Regions from separate parts of the Macaca mulatta genome. Here region 1 is linked to region 2. A link is a contact called in public Hi-C data. All regions are on one chromosome and are shown on one strand. Each heading gives the region's core, a stretch centred on a gene start, on an enhancer-like site or on the middle of the called end of the contact. The rest is flanking DNA. Distances are from core to core; before and after follow the strand shown. Region 1 holds the start of LOC144334715. Region 2 has its middle 270 kb from the start of SMARCA2.

Region 1 (7,009 bases), core at 1,237-3,736, 230 kb before region 2:
CAAAGTACTGTATTTCAAGGAAAATTGGAGCAAAGAGGTCTCAAAACCGCGACTTGCCAGCAGATTACAATTTGTAGCCTTAATTGGTCTTAAATGCGGGGTGAGAGGGAAGAGACTACGGTCTGCAGAGAATAAGAGATTTATTCCTCTTTTTAAATCAAAACCAGATTCCATGCTTCAGCCACCCCCTAACCCGCCAGCCCCGCCCCCAGGGATTGTTTTTCCGTAATTTTGTAAATATTTTAGCGAAGATGGCAGGTGAGGGAAGGTTATAGTGCTGTGTCTAGTCCACGAGGTAAAGAGAGAGGTTAGGGTGGGTTTACTTATTTATAAGGCGTTCAGCCTCTCAGCTGTTTCTCCCTCGTTGGCATTTGGAAGCTTGCAGTCCTTCAGGGAAGAGACAGATTTGGCAGGAATGTTCTTTGTGCCCGCCTTCTTCTTTTTTTTTTTTTTTTTTTTACGGGGAATAGGGGGCAGATTTATAATGACAGCCTTGGGGAAGGGGGAGAAAAAGTTTCAGCCGGCACGACAATGCCCGTTTTTTTCCACAGTCAACACTGTGCCACAAACAGCTTTGGTGCCACTCGGAGCCCTCCCCCCCATCCCCTCCCTTTCTCTCTGCAGGCTCGCACTGGCAGGCGGAGGCACAGTTAAATTCCAGCACCTTCTCCACATACCCCCAAACTACTACGCGCTATTACTACGGCTGCCCTCCCTTTTTGCTTCGCCTCCTCCCCTTCCCCAGTCTCCCTGGAGGAGCCCCGCAGCGCCCGCAGAAGAGGACTCCCAGGGAAGGGATAGCGGGCGCCCAACTCCAGCAGGGCTGGGGGCTTTCTGCATCCTGCGCAGTTTCTCTGCTCCAGGCACAAACACCGCCCGAGAGCCGGCGCCTTGCAGGCACACACGGATCCACGCATACAGTAGAGCTGTCTCGATCCACATTCTTGCACACCGCCCCCTCCTCCCCCCGCGCTCCCGGAGTCGCTGAGCTGGGCGAGTGACAGGCGCGTCCCGCCAACCCGCGCCCGGGCGGGCAGGGAGGAGCGGCGCGCGGGGCCAACTGCGGCACGTCTTCCGGCGCCCGTGGAGGAGGCGAGGGTGGGACGCTGGGCGGAGCCCGAGTTTAGGAAGAGGAGGGGACGGCTGTCATCAATGAAGTCATATTCATAATCTAGTCTTCTCTCCCTCTGTTTCTGTACTCTGGGTGACTCAGAGAGGGAAGAGATTCAGCCAGCACACTCCTCGCGAGCAAGGTAAATATAACTTACAACTCTTTTCTCCTCTTTCCCCTCCCTTCGGCCGCCCCGCTGCAGCCGCCGCGCAAACCCCTCCAGCACCGCGCCGCCTTCGCCCGGGATTATTCATTATTATCCTAATTATTATTTATTGTGCATGCAAGGAGACCAAAACAAACAGGCGGGCCAACCGCCACAACAAAAAAAGCCCGCCTCCTCCCCGCGGGCCTCAGGTGGAATGCTGTAACGACAGCTCCCAGGCGGCCGTGGAAGAAACGAGAAAGTTTCAACCGAACCTTGCTGTTCTAATAATAACAGTAATAATTACTACTTCAAGGGGGCAAAGGAGGAAAAAAATCCCAACAAACCACAGCCTTGATCCTGAGTAGGCAGTCAGATGCGCTGCCAACTCAAGGTTGCAACACACACATTCGGCCAGGTTGCAATACCCCCCATCCCCTTAAAAGCGAGGCGGGGGGAGGGGGGTGGCAGCTGGAGGGGGAAGGCCTGGGGTACAGGGGAGGAGGATGGAAACGCTTCTGTTCATCCCGAGGTACCCTCCCCGGAAGAGTTGGAAGGGGAACGGGAAAGGAGGGCGAGGAGCCCAGGCTGGCGGCGGGGCGCCAGCGAACACTGCTGCCACCAGCTTCCCAGGGACTTGTTTAAAGGGCTCCGGCTGCGGAGACGTGAGCGGATCGCAGCGGGAGAAGCCCGAGCTGACGCGCAGAGGAGGCGGCGGCCACTGCCGCGGGGCCGGTGCGTGCCTGATCGGAGGTGTCACCTCCACTTTCCGCGTTTCCTCCGGCGTGGATGGGGACGCTGACTGGTAGGCAGGCCTTTAGGCAAAGGGGCTGACAGGGGGCTGCGCCCCGGGCGCTGCGGACGTCCCTGCCCCTGTACCTGGCGGCAGCGCAGGCTCGGGTGTTGAAGTTCGGGATGTCCGGCCCGGGCCGCACTGCTGGAGGGGAGGGAGGAGGCCCCCAAGGAGGTCGGGCACGGAGGTGCTCGCCAGGCTCCGTTACCCTGCCCTTCCTCTCCCTGGGTCTGTGTTCTTTTGCTTCGCGTCTTCCCCTTGCTAGCGCCGCGGGAGCTGCGGGCGTGGGGCGCCTGCGATCGTCCGGGTGCTAGGGGCGCGCCGGGACCCGGGAGAGCCACGGCGGCTGCGGGCAGGGGAGGCCATGATCCCGATAATCTTCTCTGCCTGACTGTCACAAACAGGACCCGCGCACCATCGGGCAGCGGCGGTGTCATTCGTCCGGGAAGGGGAAGGGCTGCAGTGGGGAGGGAATAGGGGGGTGGCGAGGGCGGGAGGCGGGGAGACCGAGTAGGAGCCTCCTCTTAACGATGACACGCACTCCTTCCTTCTCGCTCCCTGCTCAGGAGTTTGCTTTATTCCCATCCCAATCTGGTTTACCCCTTCCTTTGCTCTCCCCCTCCACCCGGCCGTCCTCCCTCCTCCCGTTTGCGTTGCAAAACACGGCCATGCCATCTGCAAAGGTGTCGCGATGCACTTCCCTAAATAACCGGTCCGGCGCGCCAGCCCCTCGGCGCCCTCCGGTCGCAGGGCTCACACGGAGCACAGTGCTCTCAGTGCCCCGCACCAGGCCTCGCAGCCTGGGCGCAGTTACACCGCGCAGGGCGGGGCGCGGCAGTGCGGGCTCCAGGGGACACCCGCGCCTTGGCCGGGGCACTTGGGCCGGTTTCCGGTACACGCGGGGAAATCGCCTCCTGCCAGTGTCTGATCGCTCGCCTCCGCCTCCGCCGCCTGGATTGCATTATTATTTTTATCCGGGTTGCCGTTTGCTGCGGATGGTGGTGAGCGCGGGGCTGGCTGGGCTGCTTGGGGGGTGGGGTGGAGGGAAGTTGGACGTGGATCAGGCAGGAAAAAAAAAGTTTGGCAGGGCGGCTAAGTAGGGTGGAGGGGTGGGAGGGGGCGGCGAGCTCCCGCGGCTCGAGCCTCCGCGCCCTCCCGGCCGGCGCGAGTGTGTCTGCTCGTGAGTGTGAGTGCGAGTGTGAGAGTGTGTTGTGCGCGCAGGAGCCAGTGCGTCGGGAGCAGCGGCTCGGGCAGCTGCTCCTGCCCGCACCCTCCCCTGGAGCCCGGGAAGGACAAGGCGAGGTTTGGTGGCGAGGGCTGGTGGGGGTGGCGTGTGCATGTGGTTGTGAATGTGTGTGTGTGCGCGCGCGAGCGGCAGAGAATCAGGAAGTCACAGCAACGAAGCGCACACAGCACACAGACATGTTTGATTGCCGTGACATGACGCGCGCGAGGGAGGAAGCGGCGGCGGCGGGGGCCGGGCCGCGGGCTGTGGCGCGGGCCTAGAGCTGCGGCTCGGAGACCGGTTCCTGTCCGCCGGCCGCGCCGCCACCCCAAGCTCCGCGAACCCAGCGCCCCTTTTTGTTCCGCGTTCTCCAGGTAAGGAGCCTGCGCAGCCCTGCCGCCGGCTGTGTGCGGAGCTTTCCAGTTTTTTCCCTGCCAGCCCCCTCCGGTCTCCCGGCTCGCCTTTCCTGCAAAGTCAGGCAGGCGGGGGAAATGGGCTCCTTGTCCTCGGATCGATTGCGTGGAAAACTTTCCAGCGGGAGGCACCATGAGGGGGAAGAAGGCCTTGCTGGCTGCTGTTGCTTGTCAGTTCTTTCTCCTCCGGGTCCGGAGAGTGTGAGTCGCTGCGCCCCGGGGCTGTTGCACATTCAAACTTCGGGCCTAAACGTACCTCCAACTCTCGCAGGATTTACTCCAGCAATAAAATAAATATTCAAAGTCGTCCACTAGCTCTTGCCAGGCGTTTGGATTTTTTAAGGGAATGAGGAAAGCTTGGGAGCCGAGGGAGTGGGGGTGTTGTGCAGAATCCATTCCTTATTCAATGTCTGCACCGGGTGTTATGTAATTTTAGTAGCACATGGGTGTAAAGCCTAGACTGGGCTTCTCCCCTTCTTTGTTTATATAACTTTTGGGTGAGTTTTGCAAGGTTGTCTCTTTTTTTTTTTTCCTCCTCCCTAACCTGATGGAGGTTGGTGCTTTGGTAAAAGCAAAGCGACCTGGGCTAGTAATTTTTTGGAGAGGTGTCATCATTGTCTCCTTTCTGGTCGTCATGTAGGCATGTATGACTTTATATGTGTACTCTTAGAGCACAAGGAAGACATTAAGGATACACAGTTTGTTTACTGCATCGAGTGGTTATTTTTAACATTTCTGCCTTACCAATAGCGAGTTAAATTTCAAACTTCCATTTCAAAAGACTTAAAATTTACACCTGGTTCTGTGCCTTGCTTGTCTGAAGAGAGAATGCTTGCATAAATAATGAGATTGTTGCTTGAGTGTTGAGTAGCAGAAAATTTCTATCTAACCACCAAAGACTCAGAAACCATTGAGAACCCTAATAATAATTTAAAAAGCCATACCCAATGTTATGTATGTGTATACTTACATATTAACCTTCAAATATTTTCAGTAATATTCTCCATCTGCTATCTGGGGGGCCACTACCAGAAGCTTATTGGCCAGCATTGGCATTTTAGGCTTCCAGGCTACCTCTAGCACATTGGTGAAGTGTTAAGAGGCGTGGCAGATCTGAATCCTAGTTGCTGCATTGTTATGCAAAATGAGACACACTTTTTCTTTTAGGAATCTAATTGCTCTTTTATTCTCCTGGCCTTGCTTTCTTTTTTTCCTCAAATGTTTCTTTACAATGCAAATGTTTGCTATTGTAAAGAGGGGATTTAGAGACACCTGTTAGGTCCAAAAGATACTTATTGCGGTAGACTGAGGGGAAAAAATAAAATAAAAACAACCCAGTAGATCAGAGGTCCATCTACCTTGGGGGCATCAGAGAGATGCCATTTTTGTAAAGAACATTTAAAATGAATGAGGAATGTGGGGTATCAGAACCCTTGAAGAGGGTGTGGGGAGGGACGGCTTCCTTCAATGCAGCCTTTCTCTTATGACTTATATCAGTTACAGCCCAGCATCAGGACTAGCTGCACTGTGGTGTTTCACAGAAAATATTCACCACAAGAGCATGTTCAAAGCAGCCTTAGATCTTTTCTTTTGTTCGTTTGTAAAGTGGTTTTTGAGCATTTCTCGTCAAGTTTCTTGAAAAGTGCTTTGACCAACACCTGAGGCTTAGAATTGATTAAAAAAAAAAAAAAAAAAAAAAAGAAGAAGTGCCTCGGCTTGTATTATATTGTTAATGCTTGAATTCTGTTTAAAGTATTCCTGACATGGTATAACTAGAAAGTAACACTTTTGCAGATAAGTATTTAAAATTTTTTTCTTTGATTAAGTTTAAGATAAATCATTCTACAGGCCAGTATAAAAGCATATCACATCCTTTTCTAAAAGTCAATTGTGATGCTTCTTCTATTACTGTAATATTTTGACATTTATTATTATGCATTACAGCAAGAGCATAAAAAAAGAAGACTTTTATAAATTATAAAAGTGGTGCTGTCCTCCAGTGTTTTCTTGTTTTTTTTTTTTTCTCCTTTAGAAGTCTTCCTTTGTAAACAAGGCCTTTGTCAAACTCTCTTAGGTCAGCAGCTTTTTGATACCCCAGAGAAATAATAAATCACTATTTATGACATCTTGACATGCTGCCATGAGGGCAACCGAATTGTCACAAATGTAATACTAAGGACTATTTCCCAGCATTTGCAAGTGGAAGGAGTGTTGGTAGGACCTGATTTAACCACTTTAAGATTTGATTCTTATTGTTTCTGGTCAAGACGATTTTAAGGGACAATAGGGACAAATTCTTTGGTTAACATGAGTGACCTTAGAAAACTATATGAGTTACATTTCTCTTCTGCTGTATTTCTTGTGAGCAGATGAGAACATTTCCGTAGTATGAAAACAACATTTGGGGGCTATTTCTGATTTCTCCTTTTTAATGTAAAAGAGTTATCTTCTAAATTGTTTTTTTCCCCTTAAATGTTGTGTTTTGGAGATGTTTTTGGCCAATAGAGGATGTGAATTTTCTGTCACTTTTGGAAGAGTTCTTATTAGGGGACTCTGACCTTTAGCCGGTTAATAAAGTCATGGGTCATTCCCTAAGTAGTTGTGAGTAGAAAATACACATGGTGGTAATTTATTTGATAGCATATTTAGGAAGGCCTGGAGTGATTATTTTTTCTATATAGAATCTTACGACTTTATACTTACAAGGGAGTATAGGAGTCTAAAACTATGTTCTGCCAGAGTCATTATGAAAGAGAGCATATTTATTTACATAAGATATTTATAATTAAGTTAAATGGGATCTTGCAACCTGGATTTGTACAACTGCAGCTTTCTTACTGTTTATTATGACTTTATTATTACCCATGTTAATATAGCACTTTTTCTTGAAAGTGTAGGATATGTGAGAGAGAGAGCTTTTAAGTAGTGAAAGTTGTAAAGATATCGTTAAAGATGCTTGAATAATTATACCTCAGAAAAACATAGACTAGAGTCAGTGAAATTCAGGAACAAAATAGCTGGTCTTTTGAATGTTTGATACAACCACCTCATTAATTTACACATTTGGAATGATGCTTTAGATATGGAATACAAGATTTTGGCCTGAAACTCTGACATAATGTCCTTTTGGATTTCTGGGTTTGTAATACATTATTATATAATTGAAGCCTAGTATGAATTAGGATATTTTGTTAGATAGCTAAGACTTCCAGAATATTTGAACAATTATAATCTGGCTATATACCTGTAAGATTTAAAACATTTTTAAAAATCACAATATTCTATAGTATTTTTAGGTGGATTAGTATCAATTTAAGTATCA
Region 2 (7,729 bases), core at 5,152-7,651:
CTTACTCATCTTTGGGCTCCATGTGTTAAGGGTAGCAACTGGATTCTAGGGGACTAAAAAATATTTGTTAAGTGGCATCAGATCACCATTATCTTTCATCTGTGTAGCACCTTTCTACTTTTATAAATCAGCTTTGTTGTTGTTGTTGTTTGTTGTTAGAGATAGGATCTTGCTCAGTTGCCCCAGGCTGGAGTGCAGTGGCACCATCATAGCTCACCACAGCCTACAACTCCTGGGCCCAAGTGATCTTCCCAGCCTCCAGAGTAGCTTGGACTACAGGCACACACCACCATGGCTCGTTAATTTAAAAATTTATTTTTGTAGAGATGAGAGCCTTACTACGTTGCCCAGGCTGGTCCCACTCTCAAACTTCTGGACTCAAATGATTCTCCCACCTTGGCCTCCCAAAGTGCTGGGATTACAGGCGTGAACCACTGTGCCCACCCAAAGAAACAGCTTTGTATGCTTCTTCTTACCGGAAGCCTTTGTGGTAGCACAGATATTTTTCAGTTTTTCAAATGTGACGACACCAAGGCACAGATGGGTTAAGCGACTTGCCCGGGATGACAGAGCAAGTGTGCATCAGGGTTGGCACTCAAGTCAGCTATCAAGGCCGGCTAGGGGGACACTTTGGGAAATGGAACAGAATCACCTACATCTGTGTCCTTACTTTATTTATAAGTCTTTAATCTGACATAATTGATAAAATATTGAGTTTTTTTCCGTTGTAAAGTAAAAGTGAAAATACATATTGAGGCCGGGTGTGGTGGCTCATGCCTATAATCACAGCACTTTGGGAGGCCGAGGAGGGCAGATCACTTGAGGTCAGGAGTTCGAGACCAGCCTGTCCAACATGGTGAAAACCTGTCTCTACTAAAAATACAAAAATTAGCTGGGTGTGCTGATGTGTGCTTATAATCCCAGCTACTTGGGAGGCAGAGGCATGAAAATCGCTTGAACCTGGGAGGCTGAGGTTGTAGTGAGCTGAGATCATGCCACTGCATTCCATCCCGGGCAACAGAGCAAGACTCCATCTCAAAAACATAAAAAATAAAAGTAAATAAATAAAATATATAATGATAAGGATCTCTGTAGCTTATGGATGAATAGATATCCGCTTCTAGGTTAACACTCATGCTAAGAGTTTTTTTCTTTAAGCTGGTGAGTAATGGTAAAGTATCAGACACCACCATAAAGCACAAAGCTCCATCAGAAAAAAAAAATCAATTTTGTTAATAATAAAAAATAAAAATAATGGCTGAGTAATTGGGGATTATTTACCATAGAAGCAGTTTCTTTTGCTAGGAATGTAAACATTTTCACTTCTTAGTACTTATCTACCAGCAGGGGACCATCACATCGATAGCACCCGGTTCAATTAACAGCTTCCCTTAATTATTTCTAACATCTATTAACAACATAATTGAGTGAATCCGTGGCCACAGTGCTTAATTTTGTACCTCCACTGCTATGCTTACGGTCGCAGTTTTGCTTTCAAAGAGTAAAGTATTAACACCCGAATCTCAAACTGTACCAAGTATTATTTTTGTTACTATAAATCATTCTCTAAAAGCTATTTCTTGTTCTCTAGATCATGGATTCTCAACAGGGCCAGTATTGCTTTCAAGCGGGTGAAAATTGGTCAAGGGCTGTGAGATGGAGGGAACTGACAAAATTTTACCCTTTTTGTGTATAAAGTACAGATATACATATAGCACATAAATACATACACAGTATATCTGTGGTATTAAAATTTCATGGGGTGGCAATTGGGAAAAAATATATCTTAAAAGGATCCTGGAAAGGCTGTGGTGATGAGGGTGTAGCAATAATGAAAACGGGTTTAAGTAACACTGCCCTAACACCTATGCATCTCAAATCTGGCCTACTCATTGGAATCACCTTGAGGGTTTTGAAAAAATATGGATAACTGGGCCACTCCCAGAGTTTCTGATGTAGTTGGTTTGGGTGGTGCCTGGACTTGGTATATGTAAAAGCGCCCCAGATGAGTCCCCTTTGGGACAGCCAAATTTGAGAACCACCACTCTAGATTGCAGATGACAGAACTATTCACCCACACCGCAGCAGATGTGACTGAACTGTCATGACAGTCTTTCCTAAACCCAGGTGTGACTTTGGAATATTTTTCCATACATCATTGCAAATTGGAATTGACATGTGAAATGAAACCAATTTGCCATTCCTGTTCTAGATGGTCCCCTGGGCTAGAACAGAATCCAAAACCATATCCTAATGTTTTAGCACTTAGAAGGTTCTCATTAAGTGTCATTATGCCTGACATTTCCTCATTATTCTTCTATTGATCAAGGAGGAAAACACAGAACAAAAATTGGTGGCGAGTGAGCAGAGAGTAAGAAGTTTGCTAAATGCCCAAATATAGTGGTACAAAGGTGTGTTTGGTCACACGTGGGTAGGGCTGGCTGATATTCTGTTTTCATTATATGTTCATTAGACATGAACAGACAAATCTACCAGGCAAAAACAAAAAACAAGAAACCACAAAAGTTTTCATTTCATGACAGGCCCTTTTTGAAGGATATTTGTTCACCTTTATGCTAGCATCTACGGTTAAGATGTATATCACTCAATAGCCATGAAGGAAATAGTTATTTTCTAAGAGCAGAGATTAATGTCAAGTTTTAGTGAAGTTAGGCAGATCTTCAAGTGGAAAGTCAAATGAAATAGTTTCAAGAGTAAGAGTTCCTAATTAGCACCCAAAGTTTTAAGAAATGATACCCGCTGAGGTAAATATAGACTAAACAACAAATGCATTTTGTAAGAAAATTTGAACACAATTTTCCTTGAATTTGGTGGTTGAATAAAACATGAAATTTGATCTATTTATTTTGATAATTTAAGGTAAACTGTTAATATACACATGCGTATGTGTGTTTGTGTGTGTGTGTGTGTGTGAGAGAGAGAGAGAGAGAGAAAGAGAAAGAGAGAAATAGTAATTCATTTTTGGAAACAAAATGGCCAATACAAATATGCAAAGCTGCACACCTCATCAGTTACCTGGTAATCATCAAAACAACAAAGTCACTAGATGGGCAAAAGCTAAAAAGATGAAAATAGCAAGTTTGGAGAGGAGGTTGAATAACAGAATCTCTCATACTCTCTGTTAGGGCAAGTGGGGCTGTAGATTGGATCAACTACTTTGGAAAAATAGTTTGACATTATCTAGCAAAGGTAAAGATGTACATAACCCTATACCCCAGCAATTGTACTCCTAGAGATTTCCCCTGGAGAAATGTGATTTCATGTATCAAGAGACATAAACAAAAATGCTTATAGCAGCACTGTTTGTAATAGTCCCAGTGGAAACAATGCAAATGCTTGTCAGGTATGGAATGAATAAATAACTGTGATATGTTTACAAGTGGACTATCATACAGCAATAACATGGATAACCTACTTCTACACATAATAACATGGATGACTCTCACAAATGTAATGTTGAGTAAAGACAAAATCCTCTTTCCTTTCACACAAATGTTAAAACAGATGAAACTAAGCACATGTGTAGGGATACATACCTCAGTGATAAAACTGTAAAGTAAAGCAAGGAAATAATGATCAAGAATGTCAGCAGAGTAGTTAGGGAAAAGCAAGTTGGTTTTATCATTAAGGAGAGGCATGCAGTGGGTTAGAGAAGGCACCTAGGCTACTGATAACATTCATTTCCCAACCCAGGTAGTAAACACATATGTAACATTTACTTTATAGTTGTTCGTAATACACTTTAGTGAAGTTTTCTGATGTATATTTCACAAAAAAATAATTTTTTTCTAAACTTGCTATTTTCTGTATGACTTGTGTATTAATATGTTAATTGAAGTTAAACAAGAACAAAAAATGTTTTTTGAAGCCCACAAAATGGAGAGAAATACTCAAGAATAGGTTTTGGAAGGTACCAGCAACAGGGCGGTTCCAGGGTTCACAACCCTTAGGAACCCTGTCCTTAGGGTGTAGTTACGGGATAATTTGTTCAACCTCTTATATCCTGGGTCTCTCTATTAAAAATCCCAGTTCCTGGAAGACAGGATAGGATTGGCCTGGTCATATTCCGTGTTGGTCACATGTCCTGATTTACCCGAGCCACGTGGAGTCAGAGAGGGGTCATTCTTCAAAGATCAGGGAGTGAGAGGGAAGGAAGCCTGCATGGATGAAAATAACCTACAATCCGGACACAGTCAAAGCCAACAAACAGAAAACACCAAGATCCAAGAAGGCATGCAGGTAAGAATCACTGACAAAGTCAAGACTGTTCCTGAAGAATTCATCCCACAGAAGGGCGGCAGTTAACTTGCTGCATTCTGTTGACCTTTGCATTCTAGGACTGGAGTACATAACTAATGTAAAAGAGTGAACAATGACATATGGATGACATTCTTCCCATGGTGCCTTAACTCGCCATATTCCCTGTCTGGGAAATGTGTGCCAACCCCAAATGGTCACTCTGATCACCTCTCCTGTTCAGAAAACTAGACTTCAACCATCCTTTATGATCTCTTCTCTTGTGAACTTTATCGTGGTCAGAGTCACAGCAAAGAGCTGAAAGTGGATTAAGAAAGGCCAAGAATCAGTGCTCCTGTTTGCTGGGACCAGGAGGCAGAGGACTAGCCTGTCATTCACAGGTCTTCAACTTCTTCCTAGCTTCATTTGTAAATTGGGGAGGTGGGTGGGGTGGTGGGAAGAAGGCAATATTGCCAGGCCAGCAGGAATCCTGACTCTCTTGGTTACTTATCCTGTACCAAGATAATTTTTGAAAGTACAGACTTGTGTGTGGAAACGTATCCTTCCCGCAGCTCAACCTCAGCTTTGAAATGCTTTTCAGCAGAAAGACGGGAAACACACAGGTAAACAGTACCTTTCTGAAGCACAATGAGTGGCCTCTGCTACAGAGACCAATTTGGAAACAGCCACATAATTCAATTTAAATTAAGCATGATTATCTTTTTTTTTTTTTTTTGAGACAGATTCTTGCTCTGTCACCCAGGCTGGAGTGCAGTGGCACGATCTCAGCTCACTGCAACCTCCACCTTCCTGGTTCAAGCGATTCTCCTGTTTCAGCCTCCCAAGTAGCTGGGACTACAGGCATGTGCCACCACGACCGGCTAATTTTTGTATTTTTAGTAGAGAATAACAGGCGTGAGCCACTGCACCTGGCCACATGAATATCTTTATTCATGAGCCTGGATCCCTAAGAATGAGGGTGCCTGTGACTACTCTTATTTCGTTCAGCAATCACGTTCATCACACAACACTCAAAGACATATTTGGTGCGCAGTTCACATCTATTCCTCTGGAGCTTTGAGCAGTTAATAAACATTAGCTCATTAGCATTAATTAAAAAGCATCTTATTACAGCAGGATCCAGAGTTACCACCTAGCCACTCTAAAAACCAGAGATCGGCTTGACTTTTAGCAAAGCCTCTTCTATTGATGGCTTCTGTGGGTGTAGCTAACATCCGCCATCCCCCATCTGATCTCATTATTTCAGATCCTTGCATGCTGGCTGGCTTTGCCTTCTCTCTCTCCTCGATCCTCCCTTTACATAAGTGCGATTGTTTCGTTGCTTCCTTCCTCGGAGACCGGGTTTTGTCCGGGCTTGGCTCGGCTTGCGTGTTTAAGGACGAACGCCTAGGCCTCTGGGCAAGGGTCTAGAGCTCCCGCAGCCCTTCATCGGGTGACCTCCTCCTGTCGGGGCCATTTGTCTTGAGGGCCTGTCTTGGAGGCTCTGAACAGGACGCTCCAAGTGGGGCCCTAGCGCTTGGCAGACAAGCCCCTGGATTGTTGCTAGAGACCCCCAGGTCGCTTTGGGGCGGAGCGCGCCTTTCATGAATCCGGGAGCCTGGGATGCGCATGGCGAGGAGGGGGGAAACGTGCTGGGGAGAAGGCAGGCCTTGATGTATGTCCCGGTGGACAAAAGCTGCTAGTGTCAGCTTGATTTGCAAGATCAACATTCATGAGTTTCACCGCTTAGAAAGGGGGATTATCTGCAAACCGGAGACTGAATGGAAGCCATAAATAAGTGATTTCACACTACCAAGCAGGAATAATATTCTCCCTCCTAAATTATTCTGAACAGCATGTTCGGCCCCTTCCAGGTTCCCACCGCTAGCTAGCCCTCAGGGGTGGTGTGCGCAAACGGTGGACCTTTCGGCGCCTAAGAGACCGGGTGCTGAGCCCGGGAGCAGCGCCCGCTTTACTTCCGAAGATCCACTCCGGGTTTTGCCTAGCACTGCTCCGGGAACCCATTCCAGACGCAGGTAACGCCAGGCAACGTTTTCCTTCTCACCCGCCCACAGCCAGCCCCTAGCCGCCGGCGTTCCCAGGCCCAACACAGCACAGATGCACGTTTCAAAATGTGTTCGAATATGCAGCCTGTATCAAAGACATTGGGAGGGTCTTTCATCCTTTCAGCTGCTTAAGTAGGGACATGCTCCTAGCTACCCTCATTTGTGGCTGGGTTTATTCTGGAATGAAAATGTACCTCTGGATGCAAAAAGGAAGGGTGGAAGGTTTTTTTCCCTACTCCTTGCACCCGATTTCTCATTTTGCCTCGCCCTCATCCTCATCCTTTGTTTACGCCAGGCTGTGTTAACCCTATGAGGACCCCCGTGGCTTGCTCTTTTCTTTCTTCCTTACGGTTGTCATCCGGTTTGTAGCCTGACTTCTTCGGGCTGTCACGTACCCCTTCCTTTTCCTGGAAGTGGTTTTGTTGTAGGACAGCCACAGGTGGACCTTACCAAGCTTTGAAGGGCGGGGACGGGGGAAGGCAAAACCCGGGAAGGCTCTGGCTGTTGCCAGAGGACGGGGCGGAGCAACCACAGTCACTGTGGTTATTATGTCCAGCCTCCTGGGACCTCCACTTAGCTTGGCTGGCACCCTGCCCCCGCCCGCACCTCCCCAGCTGCTGATGTCGGGAGGCAGCCCTCCCTGAAGGGCTGAGGGCAGGACCCTGGCGAGCGGAAGTGAAGGGTTTAAGAGCCATCCCGCTACTAGAATGGTGCCCTGATGTTTAATGGCAAATTACCCAGCAAGCACCTATTTTTAAAACTTTCACCCCTTTTCCTTGGGAGCCCCCCCCCCACCCACTGTTTTGGAAAATTTAAGCCTTTCAAGAAAACACGTGTGTGTTTGCATGCGCATGAGCATGAGAAAGAGAGAGAGAAGAGATAGTTGCTGAGGTAAGGTGAGAGATGGAGGGGAGGGGAAGGAGTTGAGCATCATGAAATAGTATAGGAGGAAGCTTTGTTCCTGGAGGATTGATTTTGTGAGGGAAGGCAGAACCAGACAACAAGGAGAATTTAGATAATATGTCTGTACTCCGAAAAGGTTAGGGTCTACAACAGTCATCTAAGGCAGTGACAGACAAGGGTCTGCACATTGAAACCACAGGGTGTCAACACGGCACAGAAAAGAGTGCAGTGTAGAGCGCTGCCTTTTGGCTGGGCAAGGCATGAAGCATTCCTGAGAAAGGTCTATACTATGAAGCCAGCTCACTGTAGGCTTGGGACTCACTGATCAGCTTTGGCTCTCCGTGGAGACTCAGGTGTTGCTGAATGAACCTAAGATACTGTGGAGAAGGCTGCTCGTCTCCAAAGCTCATGGAAAGTGTTTCTTCCTGACTAACTGCAAAAGAGTAGATATATACTGTGCTAACCTTTGTGATGAAAAGGAAAAATGGGAGAAATACATGTAC

What was found. Hi-C and Micro-C count contacts between places; a contact is called where the count stands out from the background.
Region 1: a contact with region 2 is called in a Hi-C map of fetal cortical plate, with 3 times the contacts expected there. The contact joins the promoter of LOC144334715 here to the enhancer-like site in region 2. A contact is called at or near these places in 2 of 14 Hi-C or Micro-C datasets (fetal cortex germinal zone and fetal cortical plate).

What each region holds. Positions count from the first base shown.
Region 1 is chr15:97,449,282-97,456,290 of T2T-MMU8v2.0, reverse strand. LOC144334715 reads right to left here and starts at 2,486. Exons shown (of 3, transcript XM_077966154.1): 1 at 2,136-2,486; 2 at 1-122. The coding sequence starts at 2,486. The coding sequence ends at 90. The region is part of intron 3 of SMARCA2 (SWI/SNF related, matrix associated, actin dependent regulator of chromatin, subfamily a, member 2); the gene reads left to right.
Region 2 is chr15:97,226,248-97,233,976 of T2T-MMU8v2.0, reverse strand. No RefSeq gene overlaps it. Among named protein-coding and RNA genes, the nearest start is that of SMARCA2, 270 kb to the left of the region's middle. Within about 2 kb of position 6,401, at least 34 of the 40 cell types and tissues checked have an H3K27ac peak or open chromatin away from gene starts, as enhancers often do. A contact at or near this core is called in fetal cortex germinal zone and fetal cortical plate, where this site is marked.